Regions from separate parts of the Zea mays genome. Here region 1 is linked to region 2. A link is a contact called in public Hi-C data. All regions are on one chromosome and are shown on one strand. The core of a region is the stretch at or near the end of the contact, and the rest is flanking DNA. Distances in the headings are between cores, read along the strand shown. Region 1 overlaps LOC103632288 (SUPPRESSOR OF ABI3-5). Region 2 holds the start of LOC100191564.

Region 1 (7,008 bases), core at 2,957-5,456, 630 kb after region 2:
AAACGGCATCGACCCTATCTCACTTGAACCCTTTCGGGACGGATAGTCACCAGCTTGACAACAGGTAATTTCCAGAAAATCAATAAAAATCTTACAAGCAAAACCGAAAACATCATCCCTAAACTGTATGTTGGGTCAAGGATACATTCCAATGGTAACAAAAAAATCCCTAGAAATACAAAGTTGCCATTATATAAACACTAATGTAAATCTAAGCATACTGCCAACGATGCTTCAGCAAAATGATAATGATGAGAATAAGAAAATTAAATTCTGGACGGACAGTATGGGAAAATGACAGCAATTGCACGCAATAAAAACGTATGAAAGTGTATTCTTACTTGAATCCAATCCAACAGTATCAGTGCCATGAGATGATCCATACAGATTTCGTCTTTCTGCAGCTCGATCCCTGTACTGGGATTGTCCCGGTGCCTCAGAAAACCGACGTTTACCACTCCCAGAAACTCCCGATGGAGTATTAGAGACTAAGGCAGACACATCAGTTTTGAAGGGTGCAGGAGTTATAAGTGCCTCAGAACTTGTCATTAACCCACTTGCTCTTGTGGTTATAGTGGTGCGGGAATCAGTGCTACCAGCATCAGATAATGCGTGAAACGTAGTATCTGACTTGATCACTCCTCTAGCAGAACCTCTTATGACACCCATAACTGTAGTCCCTAAGCTGTTACTGACAGGTCTAGGCTTTACAACAGAATCCAATGTTTGAGTCGATGTCATTCCTTGGCCAAGAGAATTGCCCATAGCATTTTCAAGGTCAGAATTTGGCTTGCTTTTCAAAGAGAATCCAGTTCCACTACGTGAATGACTAAATTTATCATCAGAATTTGCTGGTTCTTTGTCATCAAGGACAATTCGTGCGGCCTGCCCTTCTTGATTCCTTTGCTTCCACATAGCTAGGACATTGCTCATCTTCTTATTAGCTATGAGACTATTTTTTGAGGCCAATTTAATCTCTTTTGCCTTCTCCTTTTCTCTCTTTTCTGCAGCCAGTGCAGCATTTGCAGCAGCTTGAACAGCGTCAGGAAGTGAAGTTTTCTCACTTTGTTTAATTGTGGCAGCAGGCGCAGAGATCACAACCTTTTTGCCACTATTACTATCTGAGGTTTTCGTGTTTTCGCTGGCCGCCTCCCCGGCTGCCTTAGTGTTGCTCTGGTCATTACAAGGGACATATTGTTGAGTCTGTTGATCATATGAATACCAAACTCCAGAGTTGCTGTCATAGTAAAGGCCTGCAACAAACAAGAATACAAGATTACATATTAAAATTTAAAACATAAATGAAAAATGATCCGTAACCATAACGTTACCAGCAAAATTGGTCATGGTGTTAAGTTTAAACAAAATATTGATGCAGTAGACTCAAAGGCTTACCAGTAGTTCCATCATAATAGAATCCAGATGCAGAATCATAGTAGTAACCAGATTTTTCATCCCAAACAAATCCCGACTGTGCTGTGCTGCCATCTTTTTGAGATTCAGAGTTGTTGTTCTGTTTGTCATCAGGATTGTACTCTTTTGGAGCCCAACCTATGGCATCATACTGGTCCAACAGGCAAAGGCATTAAACAAATGAGCAACATGTCTACAACCTGCCTAAAGTATGTGCTAAGTTAACATGAGAATGTGATGAAGGTCAGCCCCCTGTCCTTTTTCATTCTGCTTATTTGACACCTTAGCATTTTTTAAATGTGGTTCTGGTTTTTTTAGTACTTTCCATTAGTAACTAATGACTATTAAGAGCTTGTAGAAACAAATCTAGTTATAATTTTCATATGCCCAATCTCCAAGCTTTCAGAATCGTCATGTCTCAAATTTGACATCACAGCTTGTAAAGAACCAAATACTGTGAGAAATGACAAAGGAAGTAATATGTAATGGATATCTTATATAAATAGAAATGGTAAATGCATAATCTTACAGTGTCAAGAGCTATAACAAACCTGCTGAGCAAATGATGCAGCCTCAATGGCAGCTGCAGCAAGGCTGTTTGACTGAGAACCCCCTGATGCAGGTCCATGTGTACTTTTAGCATATGCTACACGCAAAACCTGACCGTTTTTCTCAAGTGTAATCCCGTTTGTAGCTTCCAGAGCTTTCGTAGCATCTTCCACCTGTCACGACAAAATGTGGAAATTGTCAGGAACTACATACATCAAGAAAAAATCAACTCAATCCACCAGACAACACTACTTACCGAATGGAAATGAACGAAGGCAAAACCTCTAGACACATGAGTAAACTTATCCCGAACAAGGCGGATGTCCTGGTGAGAAATAACATGTAACGTGTCCAGAAAAATAAAATAAACCTCAAGCAATTAGTTTATTGCCCACCTTTATTGGTGCGTGCTTAGCAAATTCGTACCGAAGCATTTCCTCATCAGCATTTTCATCCAAGCCACGAACAACTAAAACATGAGTTGGACCTGCAAATGACCACAACTAAATAAGGCAGCACAATATATCACATGATTCCAGAATGAAACTATGGAAGCACAAAACTTGCCTAGTTCAGATCCCCTTCTCCCAAAGTGTGAAGCGGAACCTGTCGCATCAGCTGGAAGAGCATCCTCAGTACGAGGTTCATTGCACTATGCAAATACAAATAAACATATGATTAGCTTGAGAAAAATCACAAAATCAATTAGTTACCCAGCTATTAACTTGGGAAAACGAGGCCAAGTAGTGTGGTAGTATTTTCATGCACATATAGAAAACTGGAGAATTACACAACACTATGGGGCAGTGTTCTTTAAGGCCTTGTTCGTTTGTGTCGGATTGCACCCGGAATTGTTCCAGCTAATCAAAGTTTATATAAATTAGAGAAGCAATCCGGTTAGGAATCGTTCCGACCCACCAATCCGGCACAAACGAACAAGGCCTAAGTAGAACAAACTAACAAGTAGACAAAATCCATCACCTTGTCCTGCCACTAAGACTGTCTCCAGCAGCTTACCCATACCTATATTCAAACTCCACTCTGCGAACAGTACAGTCTACAGTACAGAACAGTGCAAAACAGTGCTTATGGGTAAACTTTGGGTGAACTGCTGGAGTCGGCCTAACCCACTCACCAATTAAATTACAGGCCACGATGGTCAGGAAAGTAGCAGATGCGATGAGAAATTGAACAGAAGCTGGTGTTCAGGTGGGGGTGGGGGTGGGGGCATGGGCGATGGAAATATGATATGTAAAACAGCATCCTTACAAGTACCTGAAAGCAGGAGGTCCTGCGGGCAAAATTCATACATCCGCATATAGTACAAATCCAGTCACACGGTGCAGCAGCAGTCCTGTGCCCATAAGTAGGCCTCGTAAAATTTTCTTGTCCAAGAGAAGGCCCACCCATCCCCCCGGTTGGTTTACTACTGCAATAAAGACTGTAGAATTAACTGCACTGGAAGGAATTTTCATATAAACACATAAGCAAAAAGGCTAGTACAATAATAAAAGAAAGACAACACCAGTGTTGACATATAAGGGTCACAACTCACAAGCACCTTCATATGGTAGCAAAACGAAGTAGCACCACTTCTCCCCACTGAAATCTTACAGAAATGCTTAATCTTTTTATTAATGAATTTTAATTGAATTAGCATCAATGTAATCGCATGTGACCTTATGTCATCAAAATAACTACTTCACCTCCATTCCAACCTATATGTCACTTTACCTTTATGGCTTTATCCTAAGTCAAACTTCTCTAAATTTAACCAAGTTTTAAAAAAGCATAATAACATTTACAGGTTCAAATTAATGCAATATCAAGACCCATTTCATGGAGACTTCAGTGCAACAAAATTGATGATGTACATTTCGGTGTGTTTTTCTATAAACTCGGTCAAAGTCAGATAAGTTTGATTTAGGACAAAACTCAAACGGCTTATAGTGGGGAAAGAGAAATTAGAGTATCCTGTTTGTTTCGGCTTACAGCAGACTTTATTATAATTCCCGTACCATGGGGATTTTTTTCGATTCACGATTGTGCTAGTTCAGAAAAGGCAGAAATAATCAAAGTGTTTGGTGGAGTCTTGAATTTTTTTCACCGAGAATCAGATTTCGTTATAAAGGATAAAAGGACAAGTCCAAAAGCATAATACAACTCCTCAAGACACTAATTTAACAAAAAAAACAAATAAGTGCAGCCATGCACTGCATACTCATTCATTCACCAGCATGCTAGCAGAGATTGCATAGAATGGAGGACTTTGTATAAGATGGCAGTGAAACATACTTATTTCTAAATAGAAAAACACTTATACCTGTACTGAAAGAACACATTCCTGCCATCAATTTCGAGACCATTCTCTCCTGTAGCTTCCATCATTCTACGGGCTGCTTCCTGTGGAGAGGATACAGCTTTGTTAACAGTACACGAAAGTTTGGATGAGTAGTAACACTTGTTTTATTAGTACCACAGTGGGGAAGTCAATAAAAGCAAATCCACGAGACATGCCAGAATTCCGTTCCCTGATCACACGCACACTGCGTAGAGGTCCCCACTGAGCCTACAAGAGAACAGACAAAATGATTAAATTGAACCAGAAAATACACCTTCAACCGGTGCAACAAGTGATGAAGAGGAACTTGTACAAGAATCTTATATAGGTCATCATCATTAGTCTTCAGGGACAGTCCCTTGACAACAACAGTGGCAGATGGAGCCTGCAAACATGAATGCAAACTCATGGTTTGTAAATTCCAAACCCACTGCTACAAATGTATGTATGTATGTATGCAGTATGTCCATACCACTGAATCACCATGCCCCCTATCATCCCAATCATATTCCCTTCTTCTGTCAAATCGATTATCATAATACAGGCCATCTCTTTGGTTCCGACCATGACTTCTCGGACGAGGAGATCTTGATCTAGACCGTGATCTTGATCGGTCATCGCGCCCATGTGATCGAGAACGGCTATGGCGCGTGTACGGGCTTTCCTCTCTTTCACGACTTAATCCACTCCTTTCACGTTCGCTGTCACATGAATCACGTCTTCTCCAGCTACTATCTCTCTTGCCTCTTTCATAATCCGAATCATAACCATAACGACCATATTCATGATCTCTCTCATAGCTGTCCTCCCTGCTTTGGTGAGAACTGCGGTACCGGTCTTCAAACTCACCATGAAACTCCGCCCGTTCTCTGCTTCCAATCCTTTTGCTCCTATCAGCACCAAAATCACGGTGACTGCCAGATTCATAATAGTTGTCAGTAGCACGATAATTATCATGGAGTCTATCAACTCCTCTGTATGAATCAAACTCATGATGCTTTCCATCATTGCGATAATCAGTGTCATGCCTTCTATGGTCTCTTGCAGTTGCATAGTCCTCATCATGATTCCTTCGAGGCTGAGACCACATTCCACCGGCAGAGGGTGGTGATGCATACATATTTCTATCATGTGTATCATGATAGAATGCACCCCTTCCATATGAATCTCTAGGAAAGCCTTCATCCACAGATCTCCTAGCATTGTAGGATCCACCAGACCTGCAAATTAAGTTAATAGGGGAATATATGGTAATATGGCAAAGCACTATAAAGGCATGACACACAAAAGGAGAGAACTTGTTGAAGAATTAACCCAGTACCAAATAAAAAGTTAAAAACATATCTCGGCTTAATAGAGAAATTAGAAAAAAGATTCGACAGTATTACAGAAATAATGAATACCCCAGTTAACATAACACTATAATGACTAGCTGGCTTACCTAAAATCTGGCTCATTAATTACACCATACCCATTTGGTGCCTGTAGATTCAACAGAATAAGTCGAGTCAGCAACAAATTCTACAGAACAGGCAGGTAAATCCAATCCATTTAAGCAACAGCCTCTTCTTGAACTCCTTTACAACTAACGCTGGATACACAGGCCAACCGCAAGGCCAAAATTCTGCTATTCATCATCTTCAGTAGTTAGTAAAGGAAAAAACTGCAATTACACTGTTGTTCTCCCATCCATGTTGTGGAGCATAACGCCCATGATCCATTTCCAAAATTCAGCACTTGTGTTATCCTGCAAGGTTCTTGGTGAGCTTTACAACTTTTGGGTGCAGGTTTTTCTGTGTAGCCTGTAAAGAAATACATAGCGTGATAGAGTTAAGCACCTAACCAGAAGGAAATCCCAATATGGCCACCAATAATAATTTAAATTTTGTTAAAATTGTTAATGTTTCAATTGGTGACTTATGGCTATATTCCAATGAAATTACTTAGTTCAAAACGAGGCTATATAAAATGCGAGTATTTTGTGAATCCAGTCATATGTTAGCATCACTACAACAAGAACCTTACACATAACGGAATTTATCAGACATCGTAATAGTCTTTTACATGATTAATGTATAATAGTAATATATACGACTACTCTGACATAAACATATGAAAGTGTATGGCAGGGTGGGGATCAAAACTGTCAGAAGAGGCCTAAATTGTTTCAGCTTCCATACTTCTCCACAAACAAAAATGAAAATGGTACTGACGAAAGTAAGTCTGGCACCAGTATTACAACATGTCGATAACAGACAGCAATCGATAGTGCATAGTACTATAGTAAACAAACAGCTAAGCAATACTATACATATGAATGTAACACACATGTAAACCGCACATAATTGACAGGCTAAAATAGCAAAGACTATGGGAGTGTGAGGTATGCAAAAATCGGTAACAATACCGTCAAGAATTTCCGGGCAAGATGATAGATCATTAAAATGGTAGAAATAATTATCATCACCACATTTGTGGTTTCCATTTTTTTTCACAAAAGCATGATAAAACTTTGAAAATGGGCCCAGTTGTTTTCTTATTCAATTTCCGTTTTCCCAAAAACACAATAAAACATTGAAAAGAAGCCCCGGTAAATGATATTATCCATGTCGGTTTTCATGAGTTCATCTCCCTAGCTGGTCCCACCACAAAGGTTATAATTAAGATGTTTATGGGCTTATTATTTTTTTTATACCACACACAAG
Region 2 (6,911 bases), core at 558-3,057:
ACCGTCAGCGTCAGACGAACAAGGAGGAAGGGATGCGTGCATGCCGTACCATTCGCAAAGCGAGTAGAAGATTGGGCGGCCAGAGTTCACCAGCGCTCGGGACATGCGCCCAAACCTGCATCACAATCGACGGCTGGTACATGGAAACAAGAAGAAATGCTACACGAACTGAATGTGCAGGTGAACAGAAACCGCACCTCACGGTTTCAGGCGTGCCGTCTCTGTAGCAGTTGTCATACTTCAGGTAGTCAACGCCCTGCAGACAGGCCAGGTGCCCAGTGAAGAAACAGTTTTAAATAACTAAGGTAAAGTTCTTCTTCTTTTTTGTTTGATTGTTTGTTTGTTCTTGATAATAAAAAGAAGCAGTAGACTAATTCTACTTGTGAACTGAAACCGACAAGGTCTAGTCTGAGGATGTCTGAAAAAAGTCTAAGAACTGTCAGATGTTTCAACATGTGTAGTATCTAGTATGTACCCATGACGCAAACATCTTAGCATCCCTCTCCTCGTAGCCCAGAGATCCAGGCATCCTGTTGCTGCAAGTTCTTGTCCTGCAATTTAAGGAAAGAAGTCCGGTTTCAGTTCAACAGATACACTTATCCTATTCCTTGTAGCGGAAACTTTGGTATTATGGGTGAATTCATTCCCACTTGTGAGCGATTTCAAAAAAATCGGAACTTGTTTGAAGGAGAAGAGAGGGGGAGAGAGAACGTACCCAGCGGAAGAGTAGATGCCAAGCTTAAGCCCCTTGCTGTGAACGTAATCTGCCAGGGCCTTGATTCCGGATGGGAATGTCTTGGGGTTAGCGACCATGTATCCCTGTCAGCAAGTCGATTAGCATTCCTCTTAAACAAACACGTGCTTCAGCAGTGCAAGAATTTAACTGAAAGTAACTGACGACAAGGTCACGTAGCAGCACTCGTACGTACTACCTCTTTGGTTCTCTCGGAATCCGCCCAGCAGTCATCTGCAATAGCCAATAATGATGCCATCTTTCAGTAACACTGGACAACTGAACCGATGCAGCCATAGAGAAATAGAGATAGAGATAGGATGCGATACCTAAGTTGACATACGTGTAGCCAGCCTTTGCAAGTCCGATGGCGACGAGCGCATCAGCTGCGGGGGTTCCCAAAGCAGGTTGACAGCGAATCAATCAATAGCCATATCATCATCAGAAAGAAAAAAACCAACAATGGCGCTGGTGATTTTTCAGATAGGAGCTGGAGGGTACTGGTCTCTGACCGGTGCTCCGGACGACCGCCTCGTTGATGTCGCACTGGAAATGGTTCCAGCTGTTCCACCTGCGAAGCGGCGACAGAACGCAACAAGAGAAGAAGAAAACCCCACGGAAAGGAAGGCTCAGACAAGACAGCCGGGGAGCGGCGGAAGCCACGCATGCGCATGCATCTGAATCCGGAGTGCTGGTTTCGTTCCTCACTCACCCCATCTGCGGCGTCAGCCCGAGCCCGTTGGCGAAGAGGACGCGCCGGCCGCCTCCGCCTGCAGGCAGCGGCGGCCTGGCGTAGTCCGCAGCGTCGAGCGCTGCCACCGCGGCGGCGAGGCAGGCGGCCAGCAGGAGGAGCGCGGCCGTCGTACTCGGACACAGGCTCTGAATCTCGGGCGCCATCCTTGTTGCTTCGGCGCTGCGTCGCGTCCTGCCTGCGTACTCTGTGGGCTTGTCACCATGCCGGTATCCGTATATATGCGTGCGCTGGAGAAGAGGAGAAGGGGGCGTACCAGTGCGCACGCGCTGCAGTCTGTGCGGCAGCGGTACTCCAGCTTGTCTGACGCGTGACGGGCCCGGGGTGTCGGACGTAGCCGTAAGCTTTCAGTTTCCGGTGCATTAACCATCTCCAACTCACCAACAGAATTTTTACAATTGATGGCCTTCGTTTACCGATGATCTTCATTTATTGATAATATCTTTTTCCTTCTTCTTCTTCCCTAACAGATTACCAATATAATTCGAACTTTTAGATAGCAGACTAGAGATAGAATAGGAGACACGATGAGTAATCTGTTATATCAACTATGTTTCTTTGTGTACTCAATCTATTTCGTATTTATAAGACGTTTTGCTTTTTTTTCTTCTGTATGCCTAGATTTTATGTATTTGGATATGCAAAAATAATGCATACAAATCAAGACGTCTTATAATTATGCTTCGTTATGTAGTGTATACCAAATAATATAATTTAAAATGCAGGGGGCGGGGGCACTTTTTAGCATTGAATGAGCTAATCTGTTTGAGATCCTCTTGCATCCATGGCAGGGGAGAGGTGCGCGGGAATCGCTCAATTAAAAGCCGTGACACACGGGCGACAGCTTGTTGTGGACGACAGCTTGTTGTGGGCGCCCTGCATGCGGTGATTTGGTCTGCTTGCCTCCTGCGATTAAAATATGATTTCTCAAATCAAAACAACAGGTATGGCAATTAAAATGCGATTTCGAACGAACCCAAAGTTTCGCCGTGACTGGTTATGAACGGCAAATGTGTTGTCAATGTACAGGCAAAAAAAAAGTAATCTAGCAATACAAGCATACAACCGAATCACACCCCGTCAGTCCGTCACAGTTTTCATCACTTCTGAATGAATGGATGAACGACGGCGTAACTATGGACGCAAGCAACCCTCCAGCCGTATAAATAGATATACCTCTGCTCAACACCCATCATTTTTGGACCGTTGGAGGCAAACAAGTAACCAAAAATAACGCTGGCATAACACGCATGCATTAGATTCGCCACTTAGGACCCATCAACATATTGCTGCAGTGTCTCAGTTCTCAAATCAGTCCCCAGTTCAAGCGTTACAAATTATACAGCTCAGGTTCAAAGGAGGCACACGACATACAAACGTTAAGTCTGACATTTTCATTTCCCCCAGAAGACTGTTTACATAGGTAATGTGGCGAGTAATAGATCAACCATCTTCAGTGTTTTCCCTTGTCTTCACTCTTCAGCGCGCTTCATATTGGACAACTGTACAAGAAACATAACGTTTGGTGAGGCCCACATAGGAACAAAGGTCAAATTCAAAATAGAAATCGAATTCAGAAGTATCAATCTAATAGTCTAATAAAGCATGACATCAAACTTCACACCAAATTCAGCCATCGTCTTATAAGTGGCCAGAATTGTCAACCATGAGCTCTAAATGCGCACTCGATTCAGCTAACGTTTTATGCATCTAGAATTGTCAACCATGAGGTCTCACTCGATTCAGCTACCAATTTTTCAGTGTCTAGAATTGTTCCTGTGTATTGCATGGTGTTTTCCATACTTCTATAGCAACAACAAATGCATCTTGGAAGTTTAATCACCAGGCAATACAGACTGCAATATCTAAAAGAACAAATGCTTGTTTTCATCATTGATATTGAACATGTCCTTTTTGCATTACGGAGTCAACGAAGTCCACAGATGATTAGGTTCAGTTGTATTGTAGTGCAATTATGTCAGCCCCATAGATATCTTTGGAAGTGTCGGTACCCAGAATACGGGGTACCCACTCCTGTTATGTCAAGGTCAGCCCTTGGGGGGCATCATTAAGAAATTCGGGGTACCCACTCCTGTTATGTCAAGGTCAGCCCTTGGGGGCCATCATTAAGAAATTCAAGGCCTGCCGGCCCAGCACAGGTCGCCTCCTGCTCTGGATCGTCGTCTCCATCAAGCCCCATAAAGGGAGGAATCAACAACCTCAACTATAGGTCTAGAATCCTACAAATAGGACCCGAACCTCCTTGTGACCCGATGGATCCCCAGACAAAGGGATCCAGAGGGAACATAATGTCCCGGAGGAGTAGGCACTCTCTGGTTACAGCACCAAGTCTTCGGAACGACTACGGCCATGTAAGACACACCATCCGAACCTCAGGTCAGGTGAGGTCCAGAGCCACCACGTGTCCAAACAAGGGCGGCAGTAGCCCAGGTCCCCTCCCGTACGCCTCGAGCCCATGGTCAGGAAAGACTTGGGAAAAAGTGTCGTCACTTATCTCTAGGTCTGCCTCTCACCCAGGCAGGGGTCCGATGCTAACATGTAGCCAGACGCCCCTAGCGTAAGCCACCAGACGATGCCTAACGAAGGCCTCTGACACGTGGCCTGACAGCATTGATTACAGAAGGGACACATAGTTGCCCACATCAATGGCATGTAGCGTGTCCCTAGCATTAAGAGTATGCGGCGCCTCAGGCCTGTAACGTGCAGATTCTACTTTTACCCGCACTTTACCGAGTCAAGGGCATTGACCCAATACGTCGTTTGGGCGCCCTTCATTATGACTTCCACTTTGCTTCGTGCGTTACCGAGGCATGAAGAGACGGACGGAGAAGACTAGACGACACCGCCCGTTACACCCTACGCGAGCAGCGTATCAAGCTATGCTGCATCCTACATCAAGGCATGTGTTCCGATTAAACGGGACAAGGTAGCAGGATAAGGACACGCCAGAAGATCATGCAGCGCCCAAGAAGGGATATGCGCTCAAGAAGATCTAGCATTGTCAAACTCTATCTAGTTGTTTCCCATTTTATACTGTAAACTCTCCTAGGCCCACCTGTCAGGGCCTGAACTTCCTGTAACGTGCATCCCTTGGAATATAAAAGGAAGAGCACTTGCTCCGTAGCGAAGGGAGGTCAATTCACACACAGACCTTCATCTCCCCAGTTCTCAAGCAATATAACTCGCAGTGGATGTAGGGTATTACGCTCCGGTGGCCTGAACCACTATAAACCCTTGTGTTCTTGCGTTCATCTAGAAGGTCAGACAATCACGTAAACCTACTCCTCATCCAAGGATTAGGGCAGGTGCAATCTGCCACCCGGCCGGAGGATTCTCCCCTCCGACATTTGGCGTGCCAGGTAGGGGGCAGGAAACCAGAGCATGGCCCTCCGATTGAGATGACATCTCACTCGCCTTCCGGCAAGCTCAGCCAGAGCGAGGTCGCCGACGTTTGGCACAAGGCAGAAAAGCGACGCCTCAAACGACTCGCCATTGATCTCAAGCAGCGTTTTAGCAGGTGCGTTGCTGCCATCAAGCAAGGGGCAACAGAGGCCACACCTATGGCGTTTGAGGCTGCTCCCATCAGCACCCCGCCAAGCTCCACCGCGCTTGAGGTTGCCGTCGTCGACCCCAGCCGCTCACAGTGGCATTCAAGATGGCCACCGTAGGCCAGCAGCCAAGCACCAAAGGGGAATCCCCCTCCAGTCGGCCACTGTGTTCCATGGTACGTGGAGTTGTCCCTCCCCCACCAAGGGGTGACTCCTACCTACCAATGGGTTCCAGGAAGCCATGACAACAAGGGCTACGTCGTTGTTAACATGGTTTCCTCACTGGAATCCAATGGTAGGGTGCCATGGGGCGCAATAGAGGTCGCATGGCATGCTATGCCGACTTACGCCCAGCCCCTAGCGGACGAAGCGGTCCTCGTTGCTAGCCTCCGCTCGAGCACCATGGCGTGCTCAGGCTCCAACCGTACCAGCAGAACCCAGCAAGCAAGCCAGTAAAGGATGCGCCTTCGCCAACCTCATCAGGGCAGAGGAGGCAAGTTGGCTGGGGCCTTACAAGGGCGAGGCCGAGAGCCATCGCGGGCTCGCGCTGGCATCGCCCTCAACCAAGCCTGGTTCGCACCCTTGGAACTGTCGTCGGTCGAGGTGGTCCTCTCTTGAGACTCAAAACTCGTACCGGTGGTGTTTCAAGGGCAAGGCAACGCCAAGACCTGCGCAGTCCACTACGACAACCTATTGCCAGGCTCTGCTCCACCAAGGCCCAGCTCGACGGTCACAGCACGAGGCCATGGCGCTGGGGCCTCGGGGTAGGTTGTATCGGCTAGTAGCCTCAAGCTCATGGTGTTCAGTGCAGCAACGAGCTACCGCTCACCCTTCGAGCCTGAAGGACGACAGCATGGCTACACCAACCTCGCCATGACGAGGTAGTCTGCCGACCATGGGAAACCCTCATGAAGGCTAACCATGTGCACCAGTAGGGGTCAAGGCGGGCGCTGAGACCCAACCCGTCGGCCTCAAGCCTATGACGCTCGGGACACGCTGAGTCAAGCTGGAAGGCTCGGCTGCATGGCATTCAGAGTAGTTGTTGACTCCACCCTAAGCATCGCCTTTGGACATCGCCGAGGAGCAAGAGGCTGCTGGTTGCCCTTCGGGTCAGGAGGGAGATAGCACCTACGAAGGGGCAGAAGGGAGCGCCAACCACCTCTCCGCCCTCGGCAGCCAAGCGACCGTCGCCTAACCTCATCCTCGAGCATCGCCAAGGCCCGACACGTCGGTTACGGCACAATTTCATGGCGTTCGGGGTAATACTATGCAAACCAGCAGCTCAGGACCCATGGGTCCGAGATAGCCGTCGTCGGCACCCATCATGCCCGCCTACGGAGGGAGTAGTACCGAGACAGGGCAAAAAAAGGTATCATGCCAACGGCGGCTACAACGGCATCAACCTCGCACGACAAAGACAACCCGTCGGCCGTGGAAGACCCTCACAGGGACATCCCATGCTTCGAAGGGGTTCAACACCAGCACCAAGACCCAAGTCGTCTACCACAAGCTCCATGGCGTTCAAGGTAGCGGAATGGGACACTGTTTACCCTCCGAGTCAGAAGCACAACGAAGCTCAGGAGATTTAGGTCAACCTCGCACCTTCCATCTGTAAGATAGCATGAGAACAAACTCTTCCTTTGTAATAGGATAGCATTTATCTGTAATCCAGTCTGGTAGGATCCGCTCATGTAAACCCGACCTCTAGCGCCATCTGTGGTCCAGTCCGATAAGGGCTTCCCTCTTGTAAACCCGACCTTTGATATACAAATTTCTGGTGTCCAGTTATGAAGAAGAATATGTTCTCATCCATCAGTTTCTTTCCCTTTTATAAAACTTTGTGCCCCTAAGAATCCAT

Evidence for each region. Hi-C and Micro-C count contacts between places; a contact is called where the count stands out from the background.
Region 1: a contact with region 2 is called in a Hi-C map of endosperm, with 2.7 times the contacts expected there. The contact joins the enhancer-like site here to the promoter of LOC100191564 in region 2. A contact is called at or near these places in 3 of 25 Hi-C or Micro-C datasets (ear, endosperm and tassel).

The regions. Positions count from the first base shown.
Region 1 is chr7:42,358,500-42,365,507 of Zm-B73-REFERENCE-NAM-5.0, forward strand. LOC103632288 (SUPPRESSOR OF ABI3-5) reads right to left here. Exons shown (of 16, transcript XR_002263496.3): 2 at 5,977-6,105; 3 at 5,745-5,785; 4 at 4,776-5,523; 5 at 4,617-4,688; 6 at 4,439-4,531; 7 at 4,286-4,365; 8 at 3,238-3,388; 9 at 2,530-2,614; 10 at 2,358-2,449; 11 at 2,219-2,287; 12 at 1,965-2,135; 13 at 1,396-1,564; 14 at 342-1,253; 15 at 1-30. Among protein-coding and RNA genes, the nearest start is that of LOC103632288, 11 kb to the right of the region's middle. Within about 2 kb of position 4,207, at least 1 of the 20 cell types and tissues checked has an H3K27ac peak or open chromatin away from gene starts, as enhancers often do. A contact at or near this core is called in endosperm, where this site is marked.
Region 2 is chr7:41,732,166-41,739,076 of Zm-B73-REFERENCE-NAM-5.0, forward strand. It overlaps LOC100191564, which reads right to left and starts at 1,808. Exons shown (of 16, transcript NM_001316917.1): 1 at 1,741-1,808; 2 at 1,446-1,662; 3 at 1,246-1,304; 4 at 1,063-1,119; 5 at 933-967; 6 at 716-819; 7 at 476-551; 8 at 198-256; 9 at 50-115. The coding sequence starts at 1,630. It overlaps LOC100285004, which reads right to left. Exons shown (of 3, transcript NM_001291580.2): 3 at 2,706-2,986. The coding sequence ends at 2,964. LOC103632284 (a long non-coding RNA gene) reads left to right here and starts at 1,311. Exons shown (of 2, transcript XR_555798.4): 1 at 1,311-1,823; 2 at 2,276-2,925.